Linked DNA regions of Canis lupus: region 1 is linked to region 2. Evidence: chromatin contacts called from public Hi-C data. All regions are on one chromosome and are shown on one strand. Each heading gives the region's core, a stretch centred on a gene start, on an enhancer-like site or on the middle of the called end of the contact. The rest is flanking DNA. Distances are from core to core; before and after follow the strand shown.

Region 1 (4,625 bases), core at 103-2,602, 100 kb after region 2:
GGTTTGTTTTTTTTTTAGACTATTTATTTGGCCTTGATTTTTTTTTTTCTTTAGGCTCCCTTCATTTTGATTTGATGTCCTGATTCTCCATTTGACCTGGTTGCCTATTTGGACTTGGCCGGATTCTCTGTCCAGCTGAATGTCTTGGCTGGAGAAAAGACCCAAGTCTCAGCCCCTGGGGTTAGGTGACTCTCCCAGAGGTCTTTGGTGTATTCAGGAAAGACCAAGGATCACCCTACGCAAATGCCTTCTGATATCAGGCAGGTAACAAATGTGTGAAGAGGCTGGCTATTGATTAATACACAAGTGGTGCTCATGGGATTTAATTTTTATTAAAAAAAACAAAAAACAAAACAAAAGCAAATAAAGTCAATGTGCTGCCCAAACAAAACCTATCTGGGGGCTAGTTTCTGCTTTTGCTGCCAAAAGTTTGTGACTCCCTGTGTAGACACAACCTGTAGCTATCAGGACAGGCTCGAGAAAACTCAACAAGTCTTTGCGTCCTAACTGCCTGCGGCCCAGGAGCTCCCTGAGAAGGACGTTATCCACACCTGGGGGTCAGGCCTTTACAGACTTGTTTGATAAACTAGTGGAGGCATTGCGTGGAAGATTGCCCAAAGCGCTGCTGAGCAAAAGGATCAGAAAGGAGGAAGGGATCTAACACGGGCACAGCGTGACCCCCCCGCCCCTTCCCAGCCTGGATTCCGCTGGGACAAGCATCCCAGCCTTCCACCGCTGGCTCCCTCTTCCTCTTGGTCTCCATCACGGATGTCCCACGGGACCTGGCTGTTCAGAGCCTCTGGGTGGCTCCGGGCTCATCCACCCTCCCCGAGCCTGCCTAAGTCCCACCTCACCCCTGGAGTCGCCCCCAACCCCTCGGGCTGGAGCCCTTCCCCTCTTGCGCTTGTTACCCGGGGCGGGGGGCGGGGGAGGAGAAGAGGCACCTGTTCGGGCCTCGGTCACATGTCCGCGCACAGTCACAGACCGTGGGACCGCTCCTCCAACACCGCCGCATGCCCCGCGCCAAATGAACGCAGGGATGCACGCACGACTGAGGCCGCGACCTGCATCCCGCACCCCGGGGAAAGCGCCCCGCGGGGCCACGTGCCCGCAGGACCCCGCTCCCCGGCCTGCAGCAGCGGAGCCGTGCAGGCGAGCGGAGAAGCCCGGCCGAAGAAGACGCGGCCTCCTATTGGCCAGGACGGCGCGAGGGCGGGCTCTGCTCGGGGGAACCGGGCGTCTATTGGTGGATCCCGCAGGCTCCGGGCTGCGATTGGCCGCGCCGCTCCCCGCGGAGGAGGGGCGGGCCGCGGGGGCGTGGCCGGCGCGCGGTCCCGCCCCGGACGCCGCGGGCTCGGGCGTGAGGGCCGCGGTCTCCGCCTTGGGACCCCGCGTCCGGGCCGCCGCGTCCGCCCGCCGTCGCCGCAGGCCCGCCGCGGGCCCCGAAGCGCTCGAGGCGAGGTAGGTGGCTGCCCGCGCGCGGGGCCGGGGCCGGGGCTCCAACGCCTTCCCCCGCGCGGCCCGGCCCCCGCGGCCCCGCCGCGCCTCAGGGGCTGTGAGGCCGCACCGGGCCCCGCGTCGCCGCGTCCGCCGCCGGGAAGGGCCTGTGGGGACCCGGCGCCTCGTGCCGCCGCCTCAGCCTTGCGGGCGGGACGGCGGGGGCCGCGCGCCCCGTGAGCCCCGTGAGCCCCGTGAGCCCTGCGCGCCCGGCGGGACCCGGGGCCCGGGGCGGGGCGGCGGCTCGCGCGGAGGTCGTCTCTCAGCCGCTCGGGGTCGTTCCCGCGGGAGCAACGATGGAGACGACGGATGCTTCCCTGGTGCCCCGAGCGCGGCAGCTGCCGACGACAGACAGAAAATGTGCTTTTTCTTTTTTTCTTTTCTTTTTTTTTTTTTTTTTAAGGGTCACCCTTTCCAACGGTCCTCACCAGAATTGTCCTCATGCACATGCTCACGCCCTTTATGATTATTGGGTTCGGTGTGTTGTTGGGCAGACAAGTGAGCGGAAACCTTGCCAGGGCCCCCGAGCACGTTGGACCTCGCGGGGAGCTCGGGGAGGGGTGGGGGGGGGGTGGGGGTGGGGCCTGCGCAGGACGGGTGCTGTTCCTAAGTACCTGCAACAGCTCCTAGCTCTGGGGTGGGAAGGACGGTGTTAGGATGCAGGACGAAATGCCCTAGGTCAGTCTGCCTCGGGTTTGGTTAAAAAAAAAAAAAAAAAAAAAAGTTGAGGTCACCACTTCTCATCCTCGTTTTCTCCTTCACCTGGATCGATTCTAGGCCACTTGGTACTGAAAAGAGCAAAGAACTCCGTTTTCGCCACCCTTTCCAACGGGCATCACCAGAACTGTCCTCAGCAGCCTGGGGGCGCATGCACGTGCTCAGGTCCTTTATGATTATTGGGTTGGGTTGGGTGTGTTTATTGGTCAGACAAGTGAGCGGAAACCTTGCCAGGCCAGCCCTCCCCGCCTCCCAGCACGTTGGACCTCACGGGGAGCTCGGGGATGGGTGGGGGGAGTGGGGCCTGCATAGAGAGGGGTGGTATTCATAAGTACCCCCCAGGGTGAGAAGGATGTTGTTAGGATGCAGGACGAAATGTGCTAGGTCAGTCTGCCTCGGGTTTGGTTAAAGAAAAGTTGAAGTCACCGCTTCACATCCTCGTTTTCTCCTTCACCTGGATGGATTCTAGGCCACTTGGTACTGAAAAAAGCAAAGAACTCCGTTTTCACCTCTTCCGAAGAACTTTTAAAAGCTCCTCCCCATCCCACAGCTAATTAATCACTTCTTCCCTCAGGCTGCCTTCTGCTGCCTCCCCGTTTTTTGTTTTTTGTTTTTTTGTTTTTTTTTACACATCGTGGTTTCTCCAGCTCCTAGCACGGTGCCTGGGTGATTGAAGACAAAAGAAAACAACAACAAAAAACCCCCAGAGGTGTAGCCAAAAGTTGACAAAACAAAAATTTTCATTCCTTTAATTTGTTGGACCATTTATTTATTTATTTTTTTAAAGATTTCATTTATTTATTTATGATAGACACACGGGGTAGGGGGAGGCAGAGACACCGGCTGAGGGAGAAGCAGGCTCCCTGCCGGGGACCTGACCCAGGATTCGATCTCGGGTTTCCAGCATCAAACCGGCCAAAGGCAGGTACTAAACTGCTGAGCCACCCAGGGATCCTCAGGACCAATTTTTTTTTTTTTTTTTTTTTAAGATTTTAGTTATTCATTAGACAGAGAGAGAGGTAGGCAGAGACACAGGCAGAGGGAGAAGCAGGCTCCACACAGGGAGCCCAAAGTGGGACTGGATCCTGGGTCTCCAGGATCACACCCTGGGGTGAAGGCGGCGCTAAACTGCTGAGCTACCCAAGCTGCCCAGGACCAATTATCTTTACAGGTTAGGGAAGCAGTTGCCTTTCGGCTCTCTTCAGTTAAATCAGGTTTTATCTGCCATTTTACTAACTCTGGATAAGTCATTTAACTTCTCTGTGCCTTGATGTCCTTATCTGTAAAATAGGAGTTTTAGTAGGACTTACTCCATGGGTTCTGAGGATTAAATAAGATACTGATAAATAGTGCTTAGCATAGTTCACAGGCCAAAGAAAATGTTCAGGTACTGTTAGTGTTTGTTAGGATAAAAATAAATAGATACTTGAATCAGTTTACTAATATTAAGTGTCTGTATAGTATTTGACCCTTCTGGGTCTCTGCCTTTTAGTCCTTTTCTGTTGCTCTATCTTAAGTCCTTAAACCTTTCATAATTCCACCCCTCCCCCCACAGTAAAAGTATTCCATAGATTATCTGTTATTCATTTAGAGTCTCACCACCATATTACAGTAGTAGTTGACATACTCTTAATGTGGTCTTGATATTCAGAATGGTCCTAGAAGAGCAGAGGAGTAAAACAGAAATTTTTAGGGTGATTGGCCCAGAGAGGCAGAGCTCGTGGAGATGGACTCAGAGTGGCTTTTCTCCTTATAATGTAATTCTGTTCTCATGAAGAAACCGTCTCCTGTCTTTGAAGTTATTCACAAACATTGTGAAAAGTGGAAGACGTCATCTTGTTGGCTTTAGACCTGTTGGCCAGACCTAGAGGTGGCAGATAGAACAGAACCCATGGGGACATTGCCTCACTTTCTGCAGGCAGGAAGCAGGCTAGGTTGTGCATTTCCTTCCAGCTGTCCATCCCCTTGACATGTCAGTTTTTCTTAAATTGTTTGGAGTCTCCAAAATAAATACCTTCTCCTTTTCACTTGTAACTATCACAGGAGAATCCTGGGCTCTGACTCTGTTTTTAATGTAGCCATAATGAATCGTGAATCCTTTCTAGAGAATGTGGTTCTTTCTGGGGACTTCTTTCCAGATGTGACATACTATAATTAGCTATTAAAAACCTGCTATAAGGTGTGAACTTTTTCTCATGTCCTGTTGCAAAGACTTCAATGACAAGGACCATAAATTTCCTTCTCAAGTGTGCCCTGGCATAGGATAGTCCCTGAGCGGAGTGCCTCACTGGCTCAGTGCCTCACTGGCTCACTCTGCAGAGCATGCAACTCTTGATCTTGTAAGTTGGAGCCCCCTTTTGGCTGTAGGGATTACTTTTTTAAGATAAAAATCTTAGGGCAGCCCCAGTGGC
Region 2 (5,209 bases), core at 1,127-3,626:
CAGTTTGAGGAGCGCAGGGACCCAGCAGGGACCCAGCAGGAGGAAAGCTGATGAGGGGAAGAAAACAGATGACACCTGTTACTTTATTGTGTCTTTTTTTTTTTTTTGAATTGGTGATATATGCATGTGGTACCCGGTTATAAAAACCTCCCGCTCCCCCTCCTTTGGGCTCCAGCGCCCCATTATTTTCCCTAGAGGGAACATCTCTTATCAGCTCTTTGTGTATCCTTCCAGAAATGCTCCATCTCAGGGGTTCTCAAACTTCCCGTGGATGAGGATTACCCGGGGGGCTGTTAAGTCACAGAATGCACACCCATCCCTGGAGTTTCTCTCCTGCCTCAGAGGGTCTGAGAATCGGCATTTCTTTTCTTTTTTCTTTTCTTTTTTTTTTTTTTGAGAATCGGCATTTCTAACGAGCTCCCAGGCAATGCGGACTCTGCATTCGGGAGCCCTACTGTGAGAGTGACTCTTCTAGAGTATTCAGAGGAATCCTTTCTGTGCTTTTCTGAAGTCACGTAGTCTCTGTTCCTAGCAATGGAAATGTCCCTAAGACACCGTAGTTATGGCACAGTCCCTGCCCCTGTGCCTTCTCTCTGCTGGTTTCTCTGCCTAAGGTATCTTCATTCCTGACCGCCACACATCCAAGGCCTGCTTCAAATGCCGTCTCCTCCAGGCAGTCTCCCTTGGTTCTTTCCCTAGATGGAAGAAATCGTCTGCTCCTTTAAACTCCCGTACGAGTGTTTCGCTGTATCCCTCTAAGGGCACCTATTATTTACTAGAAGATGCTAAATGGGCTCTTTCTGCTTTGTTTTCCACAATTTTGGTTAAAGAGATATCCGAAAGCGAGTTTAAGAGCTCTTCACACGCAGAACTCAGGTTTCAAGACCTTTGGAATTCCTCTGGAAGGTTCCTTGGGAGAAGGTTGTGCTGTAAGTCTAGAGTGGGAGGAGGCAAGATCATATGGGGGGTGGTCACCTCCTTCCCCTTGAGCTCAGAGAGTCGGGGCTTCCGTGGCTGCCTGAGAGCCTGATGTGGGCTCTGGCGAGTGGGGGCCTCTGCGGCCCAGGGTCAGACTCACGCCTGGCTGAGAAGGAGGAGGTGGCCTGGGCAGAGCAAGTGGGGTGTCAGTCAGCATTTCTCCTGGACAAAGAAAATTCTCCAGGGCAGCCATTGTGGCAACATCTGAAATCCTACGCAATACGGCCTGGGTGGTAGGGGGCAGAGAGGAAGTGGGAGGTGAACCAGATTCCACGGCGACACCAGCTTGGGGGATCTCTGAGCAACACCAGGGAGCCCAAGAGCCCCCTTTTCCCCACGTGCCATCCAGAGGATCCCGGTGTCTGAACATGCGGGCCCCGCCTGGGACTTTGCCTTCCTCCCGTGGGCTGGGGCCTGGTCCGCCTGCTGGGGGCAAGAGTGGGTGGAGACGGAGAAGAAGTCACCCCACCTCCCTCCTCAGGCAGCCAGGGGGATGGAAGGGAAACGGAGTCAAACTCCAGGTGCTCCTTAATGCACAGGATGGACGTGCCGCTGACGGGAGACGGGGGCCGTGCCTGAGAGAGGCGGGTTCCCACGAGCAGTCCGTGGCCGGGCTGGCCTTTCCCCGGGGCAGGCACGCACGCTCCCGCCGGGACGTGGGTCTCACAACGACACTGGGCTCCTCGGTGCCCAGCAGCGGCCCAGGCACGCACCGCACACGATGGGCACCTCCTCCCAGGCAGGGTTTACTGGGAACCCAGGCCTAACGGCGGCCCCGGGGCGCAAATGCAGCAGATGTGCCCCCGATCTTGGGGTCTGCCATGGGTGGTTGTAAGAGAAGCTTCGGGAGAAAGAGGGAGCTAATTTAAATCAGGGCCAGGCAGGTTAGACGGCAGGCGCAGCGGACGCGGCCCGACAGTGGGCCGCCCGGGCTTCGGCAGAGCAGGGCCTGACCCCTGACCCTCGGCAGGCCCCAGCGGCTCCGAGCGTCCGAGCCCACTGGTGCCACGTTGCCTGTTTGCCCGAAAGGAGTGAGGAGTCTGCTTTTTCGGGTGAAATGCCCCCGACGACGAAACACATCTGCGGCCTGGTTCCGCCCAAGGAAGCGGCTCTCTCCCCGCTGGCCCCCGTGGCACGAGGGGCTGCCAGAAACCGAGAGCCACGTGCTGCTTCTCTGGGGATTAATTAGTCAGGGTTTGAAGAGGCTTTATACAAAGAACTTAGCTTTATTAAGATACTCCTCTGGCCCGAAGGATAAATATTTTTAAAATCCCAACCCTAAGTGCTTAAGCCGCTAAAATGTGCAACAAATGGAATGAATGCTGCAAAGCACTTGCTTCCTGTTTCAGAAGAGCCCCTGTGACCTCTGCAATCTGATTACAGAGAAGTGGACTCTCCTGCCAGGAAAATGACAAGAAGCCACAGAAAAACCACGTCCCGGGGTGAGGGGAACTAGCCAGCCGGTTGCATTAACGGCCATTTCATTACCTTGACAATGATTCCGTGGGTTGGAGACCTAGTGACGGCTTCGGGGCTGACGGTTTTTGGCTTCTGGAGCTGCTCTTTGCTCCCTGCCCCGAAGCTGCTGGGACCACAAGGCCCAGGAGCCAGGCCGTAAGCGGAGCGGGAGAAGTTCTGGGAGACAACAGGCGATCGGGCCGGCAGCCCAGCACAAACAGCATCTCTTCCAAGTGCTGTGTCCCGTTCTGGGGACAGACCCAGCGGTGGCCCTCTCTCTGTACGGGCATGATGTGTGACTCCTTCAGGCTACAAATACAGTCCCCTTTGTCTTTTGTTTTTCACCATCTTCCACCTCCCCTCTAGCAACCACCAACTTGTTCTCCGTAGTTGGAAGAGGGACGCTTGAGCCCACGGTCGTGAGTTGGAGCCCTACCTTGGGTGTAGAGATGACAGGAATAAATAAACAAGCAAACAAATAAATAAGTAACATTTTTAAAAGACTCTCATTTTTTTGTCTCTTTTTTTTTCATTTGTTTAATTCCTTAAATTCCACATACGAGGGACGCCTGGGTGGCTCAGCAGTTGAGCCTCTGCGTTTGGCTCAGGGCCTTGAGGGAGGCTTTGGGATTCTCCCAGAAGACTGGAGGAGGGATCCCCAGCATGGATCATGTCTAGGAGTCAGGACCAGACCAGGCAGGTATAGAGAGTTCCCCAGGAAGCCAGAAAGTGCCACATGCTGCCTCTCCCTATATTTGTCCTGCCTTATTCTTTCGTTAAAGACTTCCCAGAAAAATGCATACTGGTGCCAGTCTCCCTTTCAACTATTTGTGATCATATGACTTGGTTTTGGTCAATGAGATATAAGCAGATAAGCAGAAGCGTTTTATAGAAACTTCAGGGAAAGCCCCTAAAATAGAATTAGTTCTCCTTTGACCCTTCTTTTCTCCTTCTTCTATCCTGATACCTGGAAGAGGTATGTGATGGCTGGTTCTCTAGCCATCAAACGAGACCACGAGGGTAAAAATCACACTTTAGAAATGATGTAGTCACAAACCTGTAGCTCTTATAACTATGTGGAGCTGCCATAGCATCCCTGGACGGCCAATCTGTGACCCTCGTTCAGGGGACTAGGGAAAAACCTCCATCCATAAACTTGTTTATGTCATGGTTATTTTAGGTTTTCTATCACACTTAGCTGAGTCTGAACCTAACTGGAATAGCCTGCCTAGATTATTGGGGTGGGGTTGGGGGATCCTTGAATGCCAGACCACAAAGTCCGGTCTCCATGCTATGGGAGCAGGAGAGTAACGTGTCAAAAGCTGTGTTCTGGTAATGTTCACTTGGCCACGAGGCACAATATCCACGAGTGTGAAGACAGTCACGTGAACAGCTTAGCATGGGGTCTGGAATGGCCACACCTGTTTTATTTGGGTTTGTTACCTCAGGATTTTAATCAAAATGGGCCTTTATTTAATTTGGACCAAATTGTAATTTAATAACCACAGGTAATGAATACGCTTTGGCTTGAAACTTTTGGATAAACTGGTTACCCTGGATAAAGCTGTCAACCTGTTTTGTGTTCTTATTTTTAAGAATATAAATCATAGAGAAAACGCTATCCTCCAACCGCCTTCAGAGATGGCCTTGGGTGGTACTGGGCAGAGCGAGTTGAATCGTCAGCATCTGGTGTTTAGCTCCTGTGCTTTTGCACGACACAGCTGGCCGTGCACAGGTTGTGCAGCCCACTCCCCGACCGCTGAACACTCACATAAACTCTCGGCCCTACTGTCTTGTTTCTCTTTCCAAAGAATACCTTCCCGCCTGCCTCACTGGGAAAATACAAGCCGTTGGGAAGGAACCACCTCAACCCTCTGCTGCCCAGTTTCAAGCCCCTGCTCTGGATCCTCTCTGTACCACTTCCTTTTCCAAGGGGAGGGTGTCCCTCCCACCACCAGGGCCAGCTCAGCCCCTCCAGCTGGGCTCTGGACCCCCTTGCCTCCTGCCTTCTCAGGCCCCTTGCACTTAACCATCATCCTGGATCACTGTTTTCAACCTCATTCTCCTGGCTTCTTCCAACTGACCCTGGAACATGTTCAAAATTCATTAAAAAAAAAAAAAAAGTAAAAAACAAAACAAAAAAAACCCACCTTCTTTCCATCTGTGTTGTTAGGAAGTAGATTTGACTGCTATAAAAACCCACAATAAAAAAAATAAATAAATAAATAAAAAATAACCCACAATAAGGGGCACATGGGTGGCTCAGTGGTGGAGCATCTGCCTCTGGCTCAGGGCATGACCCCAGGGTCCTGGGATCGAGTCCCGCATCGGGCTCCCCACAGGGAGCCTGCTTCTCCCTCTGCCTGTGTCTCTGCCTCTCTCTCTGGGTCTCTCATGAATAGATAAAGAAAATCTTTAAAAAAAAGAAAAACCCACTATAAGAGAAGCTTAAAAGATGAAAGTTTACTTGTGTCTCACATCAGCATCTAGGCCTAGGTAGCCCAGGGCTGGCAGGGTGGTGGGCACTGTGGTGTCAGGGATCTCAGCCTCGTAGGTCTCCTTGCTCCACCATTCCCAGGGTGTGGCCCTTGTCTGCAAGGCCTCTGAGAGCTCACATTCCTGTCAGCAGAATGGGGGAAGAGCAACAGGGAGGACCGGAAGCACTTCCTTAGAAGGGCACACCTTCCACTCCCATCCAACCGGGCCAGAATTTTTTTTTTAAGATTTTATTTATTTATTCATAGAGACACACACACACACACACAGAGGCAGA

The links. A called contact is a pair of places that touch in the nucleus more often than the background predicts.
Region 1: a Hi-C map of skin fibroblasts shows a contact between it and region 2, with 2.2 times the contacts expected there. The contact joins the promoter of CEP68 here to the enhancer-like site in region 2.

Annotation. Positions count from the first base shown.
Region 1 is chr10:65,826,282-65,830,906 of UU_Cfam_GSD_1.0, forward strand. CEP68 (centrosomal protein of 68 kDa) reads left to right here and starts at 1,353. Exons shown (of 8, transcript XM_038551450.1): 1 at 1,353-1,461.
Region 2 is chr10:65,722,650-65,727,858 of UU_Cfam_GSD_1.0, forward strand. No RefSeq gene overlaps it. Among named protein-coding and RNA genes, the nearest start is that of SLC1A4, 49 kb to the right of the region's middle. Within about 2 kb of position 2,377, at least 2 of the 20 cell types and tissues checked have an H3K27ac peak or open chromatin away from gene starts, as enhancers often do.